Linked DNA regions of Oryctolagus cuniculus: region 2 is linked to region 1. The links are chromatin contacts, called in public Micro-C maps. All regions are on one chromosome and are shown on one strand. The core of a region is the stretch at or near the end of the contact, and the rest is flanking DNA. Distances in the headings are between cores, read along the strand shown. Region 1 holds the start of DDIAS (DNA damage induced apoptosis suppressor). Region 2 holds the start of ANKRD42 (ankyrin repeat domain 42).

Evidence for each region. Hi-C and Micro-C count contacts between places; a contact is called where the count stands out from the background.
Region 2: a contact with region 1 is called in a Micro-C map of ear pinna, with 5 times the contacts expected there. The contact joins the promoter of ANKRD42 here to the promoter of DDIAS in region 1. A contact is called at or near these places in 3 of 6 Hi-C or Micro-C datasets (ear pinna, psoas muscle and an unstated tissue).

The regions. Positions count from the first base shown.
Region 1 is chr1:73,953,004-73,956,021 of mOryCun1.1, forward strand. It overlaps DDIAS (DNA damage induced apoptosis suppressor), which reads left to right and starts at 1,429. Exons shown (of 5, transcript XM_008263336.4): 1 at 1,429-1,903. It overlaps PRCP (prolylcarboxypeptidase), which reads right to left and starts at 1,373. Exons shown (of 9, transcript XM_017344368.3): 1 at 1,045-1,373. The coding sequence starts at 1,065.
Region 2 is chr1:74,193,301-74,196,318 of mOryCun1.1, forward strand. It overlaps ANKRD42 (ankyrin repeat domain 42), which reads left to right and starts at 1,458. Exons shown (of 11, transcript XM_070076221.1): 1 at 1,458-2,525. The coding sequence starts at 2,462.

The DNA.
Region 1 (3,018 bases), core at 179-2,678:
TCTACAATACCTAATAGGTAAAGATATGAAAATGTGTATTTAGGGACTGCTTGTGAGGCAAAGAATGCCTGTCACCACAGACTAGGGGCCAGAGTTGTGATTCAATAATTTGAATGTGGAGGAAAACCAAGAGAATTTATATGGGAGCAGGAGTTGTTTAAGTGATGGTTGTAGCCAATTACAGATGAGCCTGAATCAAGAGAATTATTGATAATGGTAGGAGAAATTTTAAATAGCACTGGGAAATGGAGCCCCCACTGGGAAAGTGTGAATCAAAGACCGGATAGGTCCTAGGTAGTAGAAGATCCGAACGGGAGTAGGCTGGGTTGCCCGGGCTCTGTGGGGCTGGAGTCCTGGCGGTTGGGCCTGGGACGGCGAACCTCCCTCCTCTTCCCCTGGCTCTTACCTTCTGCTCGAAGTAGAGAATTGAGTAGTTGTTGGCTAGAGCAGGGCGGGACGTGGGATTGGTTGGCAAATGTAGGCTGCCAAGAGTCCTTAGGGCTGGCCGGAGGATTACGGCGGCTCCAGGCGCCAGAAGAGCCAAGAGCAGCAGCAAGAGGGCTCCGCGGCCCATGGCTCAGGCTGCCGGCTGCAGTGTGAAAGGGCGACACGCAGAACCGCGCCGTCCCAGCCCGGCACAGCCCACAGCTCCGCCTACTGCATACCGGCTCCTCCCCCGGCAGACCCAAAGCCAGCCAGCCCCTCAACCACGCCGCCCCCTGTGTCCTAGGGCGCTGCTTCCACTCCACTTCCCTCACGAGCCATCCCTTCACCTGAGCGCACCTTCATTGCGGTCACACCCCGAGTCTGCCCTGGCCGTATCCCATCTTTGTCTATAGCGCCGGGCAAGTTAAAACCCAAGTTACAGAACATCACTTTACACCCCTACCTTTACTCTCACCCCCGAACCCTACCCTGGGCACTGCAAGTCCGTTGCGGTACCACCCTGCCCTCGGCAAATCCCTCATGGTAATAATAGCTACTATGACAACATTGACTGTTCACTACATGCCCGTCCAAAAGTAAACATGACAGCGCGCATACCATGTCACCGAATTCAACCATCTGCGCTTCCTGCACGATCGTTCTGTCATTCACAGACAAGGAAACTGGGTCTCAGGGAGGTGTAGGGACTTGTACTGGGTCACTCAGAGAGCGGACAGGGGAGCGGGGCTTGGCAGCCCCCTCCGTCCGGCTCCAAAGGTCGCGCGCCTCGCAGCTAACCTCCATTCTGTCGCCTCCCGTGGTACCGGTGTTCTGGTGCACCAACCCCTCCCAGCTGCCCGCTCAACCCGCCCCTTAGGAAGGTCGCTCAGAGCCCACTTGGCCCGAATCCCGCCCAGTTTGCGACTCTTCTTCCTGGTGACGCCTCCTTTCTGTTCCCGGAACCTGCTAACTCACTCGAGGGCCCAGCTCTCTCCCTGTCACTGCCACTCCTTTCGTCCCTCCGCCCCCCGTCCTGCCACCCGCCTCAGACAGCGCCGCCCTCAGTCCTCCCGACTCAGCCAACTCTATTCTCTTCCAGTCAACCCGCCGGACAGCCCCCAAGGCAGTGCCACCCGCTGCCACGCCTCCCCGGGACCTCCTCGCCCAGCTGCCTCCGCTCTGCCTCCAAGTCGGCTTTACGTAGTAGTACTGCTCCATCAGGCGGGAAAGAAATCCCCTCAAACATGCCTCCACCCTAGTTTCACACGAAAAGTTATTTCACTATGCTCGCGGAATTTGGCGGCTTAGCGCCCCTCCTTGCGGCGCCTCTCGTGATTGGCTCTCAGGAACCACGGCCCGAACGTCACTTCCGGCGGAAGGGAGCGCGGGAGATTTGATTGGAGGGCGCCCGGGGAGCTGTGGATTCCGGTAGTTCGCGGAGCGTTGCCTGGGCTGGTCCCCCAGTCCTGTGCCTCAGGTGAGGAGCTGGGAAGGAGGTTTTTGGGGAGAACAATGGCCAGGGATTGCTACCGAGGCCCTCTACGTTGTTGTGAGTGAAACTCTGAGCCCTGCATTTTGTTTGCTTCAGGACTTCATTTCTCTGTAAAGGAGCGGACGTGCGTGTGGAGGAGTTAAAAGGTCCATCATTTTATTTTACACTCAGTGCTTTTAAGGTCACTCCGCGAACGTTTGCAAACCATTTACCGTGTTGTGCCGTGGAGCTAGTGACGGGGGGGGGGGGGGGGGGGGGTTCTAGAACCGGAAATAGGAAAGGGGACGACTCTCGCTTACGTTTTCAGCTGCCTACTGTGCAGGGTAGTACGTACTGAAAAGGGGTCTTTCCCAAACTGCTTTGATGGTCCACAGGGATTATAGTAATGCTTAACCTACCCATATGCTCAAACTAAAAACTGGAAAGTTTCCTAGATCCTTCCTCTTCTCACATCCAAGCAAGCATACCAGTCCCTTGAATAGCTCAGCTCCGTTTATTTGTCTCCGCTTTCACTGACATTACTTTGGATCAACCCTATAACTGCTATGTAACTGTGAAAGAGACTCCCAGCTGGTTTTCCTGCTTTCAGTGTTGCTGCTTTCCAATCCAGACTCCACACTGCCAGACTGAGAAAATGCAGGGTTTTTTGTTTGGTTGTTTTTTTTTTTTTTTTAGAGATTTATTTTATATATTTATTTGAAAGGCAGAATTAGAGAGAGGTAGAGACAGAGAGATCTTCCATCCGCTGGTTCACTCCCCAAATGGCCACAAGGGCCAGACGGGAGCCAGGAGCCTCCTCCAGATCTCCCACATAGGTGCAGTGGGCCCAAGCACGTGGGTCATCCTCAGCTGCTTTCTCAGGTGACTCAGCAGGGAGCTGGATCAGAAGTGGAGCAGCCAGAATTCAAAGGGCACGCATATGGGATGCTGGTGTCACAGACAGTGGCTTTGCCACAGTGCTGGCCCCAAAAGTACAGATTTTACCTGGCCACTCTCCCTACTTTTCAATCCTGTGGCTGGTGCTGTGGCACAGCAGGTTAATGCCCTGGCCTGAAGCGGGGCATCTCATATGGGCACTGGTTCAAGACCCAGCTGCTCCA
Region 2 (3,018 bases), core at 208-2,707, 240 kb after region 1:
TGAGATTGGGATGACTAATCACAACTTTTGACAGTTGAAAACTTATTTACATCTGTCTGACAATACATCAATCCACCCACTCAACCACATGACAGTTACTAATTCCTTCCCTTTGAGAGAATATTCGAGAAGTTAGAAATGCCAGGATCAATAAAATACAGTCCCTCCCACTCAGAAGCTCAATCTGCGAGAGGAATGAGAATCGACTGTTAACTAGGTAATTACTATAAAGTGTGATAAATGATCTAATAAAGGCTGTGGGAATTCAAACTTTGAGGAGCATGTGCAGAAGAATCAAATACCTACCTTGGAATCCTAATTCAGGTATTTACTACTCACTAGCTGTGTATCTTCAGGAAATTGTATCAATTTTTCTGTCTGTAGAAAGGAAGAGAAATGCCTATTCTGGCAAGTTATAAAAGGTTAAAAAAAAAAAAAAAAACTAAACAGCATTTAGGACAGCGCCAGATTGAGCACAGGAACTAAATAAATACAGTTATTATAAAAGGCTATGGGAGTTAAAGTCAATTTTCTGTACCTCATGAGAAGTAGATCAGGGGAATTTTCCAAATGTGTTCATGGAATCAAACTGAGGGGAAGGCTGGGTAGCTTCCTGGCAGGAAAAACAGCATACGCTAGGCACAGACTATGTTTCAAGGATCCCAGCATATCTTTCCTGAGGGAGAAAGAAGTGTGGTCAGGAAATAAGCGTAAAAACCTGATGAGCAGGAAGTCAAGGTGGGTGATGGCTCTGGAGGGCAGAGAATTCTGATTTCTGTATTCTCAGTTGTTAGCATAAAACCTGACCCATGTTTGCTGCAAACAGTGAATGGAACAATACATGTTAAGTAAAGGAGTCAGAAGGAAAGATTTGGACTAAGCTGAAACGTAGACCTTGCACGTTAAAGACCTGAAATCAGGAGACCGGGAGCGATCTGGACTCATACTGACTTTACAACTTACCTGCTGTTTGGCCTTGGAAAATTACTGCTATCTTCAGTCTCCTCACCTGTGAAATGGGGATAACACCTAAGCAGCGATTATCAAACAGCTTGGTAATATAAGTACTCAATAATGACAGCGGCTGCAACTGCTAACTTCCCCGGTGGTCTTCCCATTCTCGTGGAAGGACAGGGCAGGAACAGATTTTCTTCCAACCAGCGCGGAAGCATATCAGGTTTGCCAAGGACGAAAAGGCCCCGCCCGGCGCGCGCCGCACAGATCACCTATGCACACTGCAGTCGTGTGGCTCACTTGGGTCGCTGAAGGATGGAGGGCGCGATCGATGACAGTCCGGTCCACAGGCAGGCCTAGACAGGCTCGTGCGAACCGAAGCAGAAACTCACCGAAAACCAGGCCGCACTAGCACCCGACTCCTCCAGAGGCAAAGCCTTGGGGGGAGGGAAAAAAAAAAAAAAAAAAGTGAAAGGAAGCCGGAAGTGACGTGAAGCTGTGAGGACCTGGAAATGACAGCAGCACGCCGGAAGTTTACTCGTTTCCCAGGCGACGGCTCCAGGCAGCCGGAGTCGGGACGCTGGAAAGCGACCCGGAGGAGAGGGTACCCGCCGACGGCGGCCGCCGCGACAGCGATTCGCGGGGAGCAGTGTGCGAAGATGGCGGCCGCCGCACTAGCCACCAGGTTTGGAAGATAAATCGTCCCCAGGGCCGTCGCGGCGCCGAGTCTCAAGAAAGACTTAGAGAAGACCAGGGCTCCCGCAGCGACAGCGGGGAAAGAAAACGCGAAGACAAGGACTGCCGCTCCCGGGGCTCCACGGGGAGAGTAAGTGAGGACGTGGGCTTCTCCCGCAGGGACTCGAGAAGGGTGAGCGAAGACCTAGGCCACCGCCGCAGTGTCTCTCGCGAGAGAGTGCGGGGAGATGGCCTCCGCCGTCCCAGCAGCTCGCGGGAGAGAGTGAGGGGAGACCGGGGCTTCCGCAGCAGCGACGTGAATTTTAGTGAACCTGGCGGCCACCAAAGTAGCGACTCCGGGGAAACAGTCAGAGAAGATCGCGGCCCCCGTCCAGTTGGTGGCTGGGAGAGAATCGGTGAAGTCCGGAGTTCCCGGACCGGCGACTCCCGGCAGAAAGTCAGTGAGCACCGCACCCGCAGCCTCAGCGGCTCCTGGGAGGGAGGCAGTGTCGACGGCAGCCACAGCCTCAGTAGCTCTTGGGATGGAGTAAGTGAAGACCGCGGCTACGCGGCCAGCGACTCCTCCGGGGTGACCGTCAGCGAGGACGCCAGCCGCCGCCTCAGTGGCTTCTGGGAGAGAGAAAGTGAGGACGAAGGCTCCCGCACCAGGGGCTCTTGGGAGAGAACAGGGGAAGACGGCGGCGCCCGCGCTAGCGATTCCGAAGGGGACGGCCGCTCGCAGCGCAGTGCGTCGTGGGTGAGAGCCAGTGAGGACCGCCGCAGCAGCAGGGGCCTGGACTCCACCCCGCCCCAGAGTCCGAGGAGTTGCACCATGCCCACGGCGGCCAGCTCAGGCCCTTCTGCTTCTGCTTCTGCGCGGGAGACTGCAGGCTCCTGTGAGTCGGACCGTTGTGTTGCCCTGGTCTGTGTCGCACTCCTTCTCTGACTTCGGCCCCATCAGCCACGGTCCTGTCTGGCACACCGTGTTCTCAGCTGTCGCTCCTCCCTTTCCTCCCCTGTATTTGTTTTCAGTGTGTCCCGGAGCTGCACACCAGTCCTCTATCCTCCGTGAGCTCAGCTTTCCCCCTCTTTTCATCCGCACCATTCCTCTGAGGCTGCTGCTTTTTTTTTTTTCCAGTGAAGAGAAGTTTAATATGTATTCAAAATCAAATATGTAACATTGAAACACTCGACTGCACATGTACTGTATAAATATGAAGACAGGGAACAGAGTGTAGGCATTCATAACATACAGACTTTATTGCATTTTCCAACTTCATTAGAATGCTAGTGATCATGAAGAATAAGGCAGCGTACTGAGAATTAAAACTATGATTGATGATTCAGGCAAAGGAGAAAGTAGTAGCATATGCATTTGTAATTTTGTTT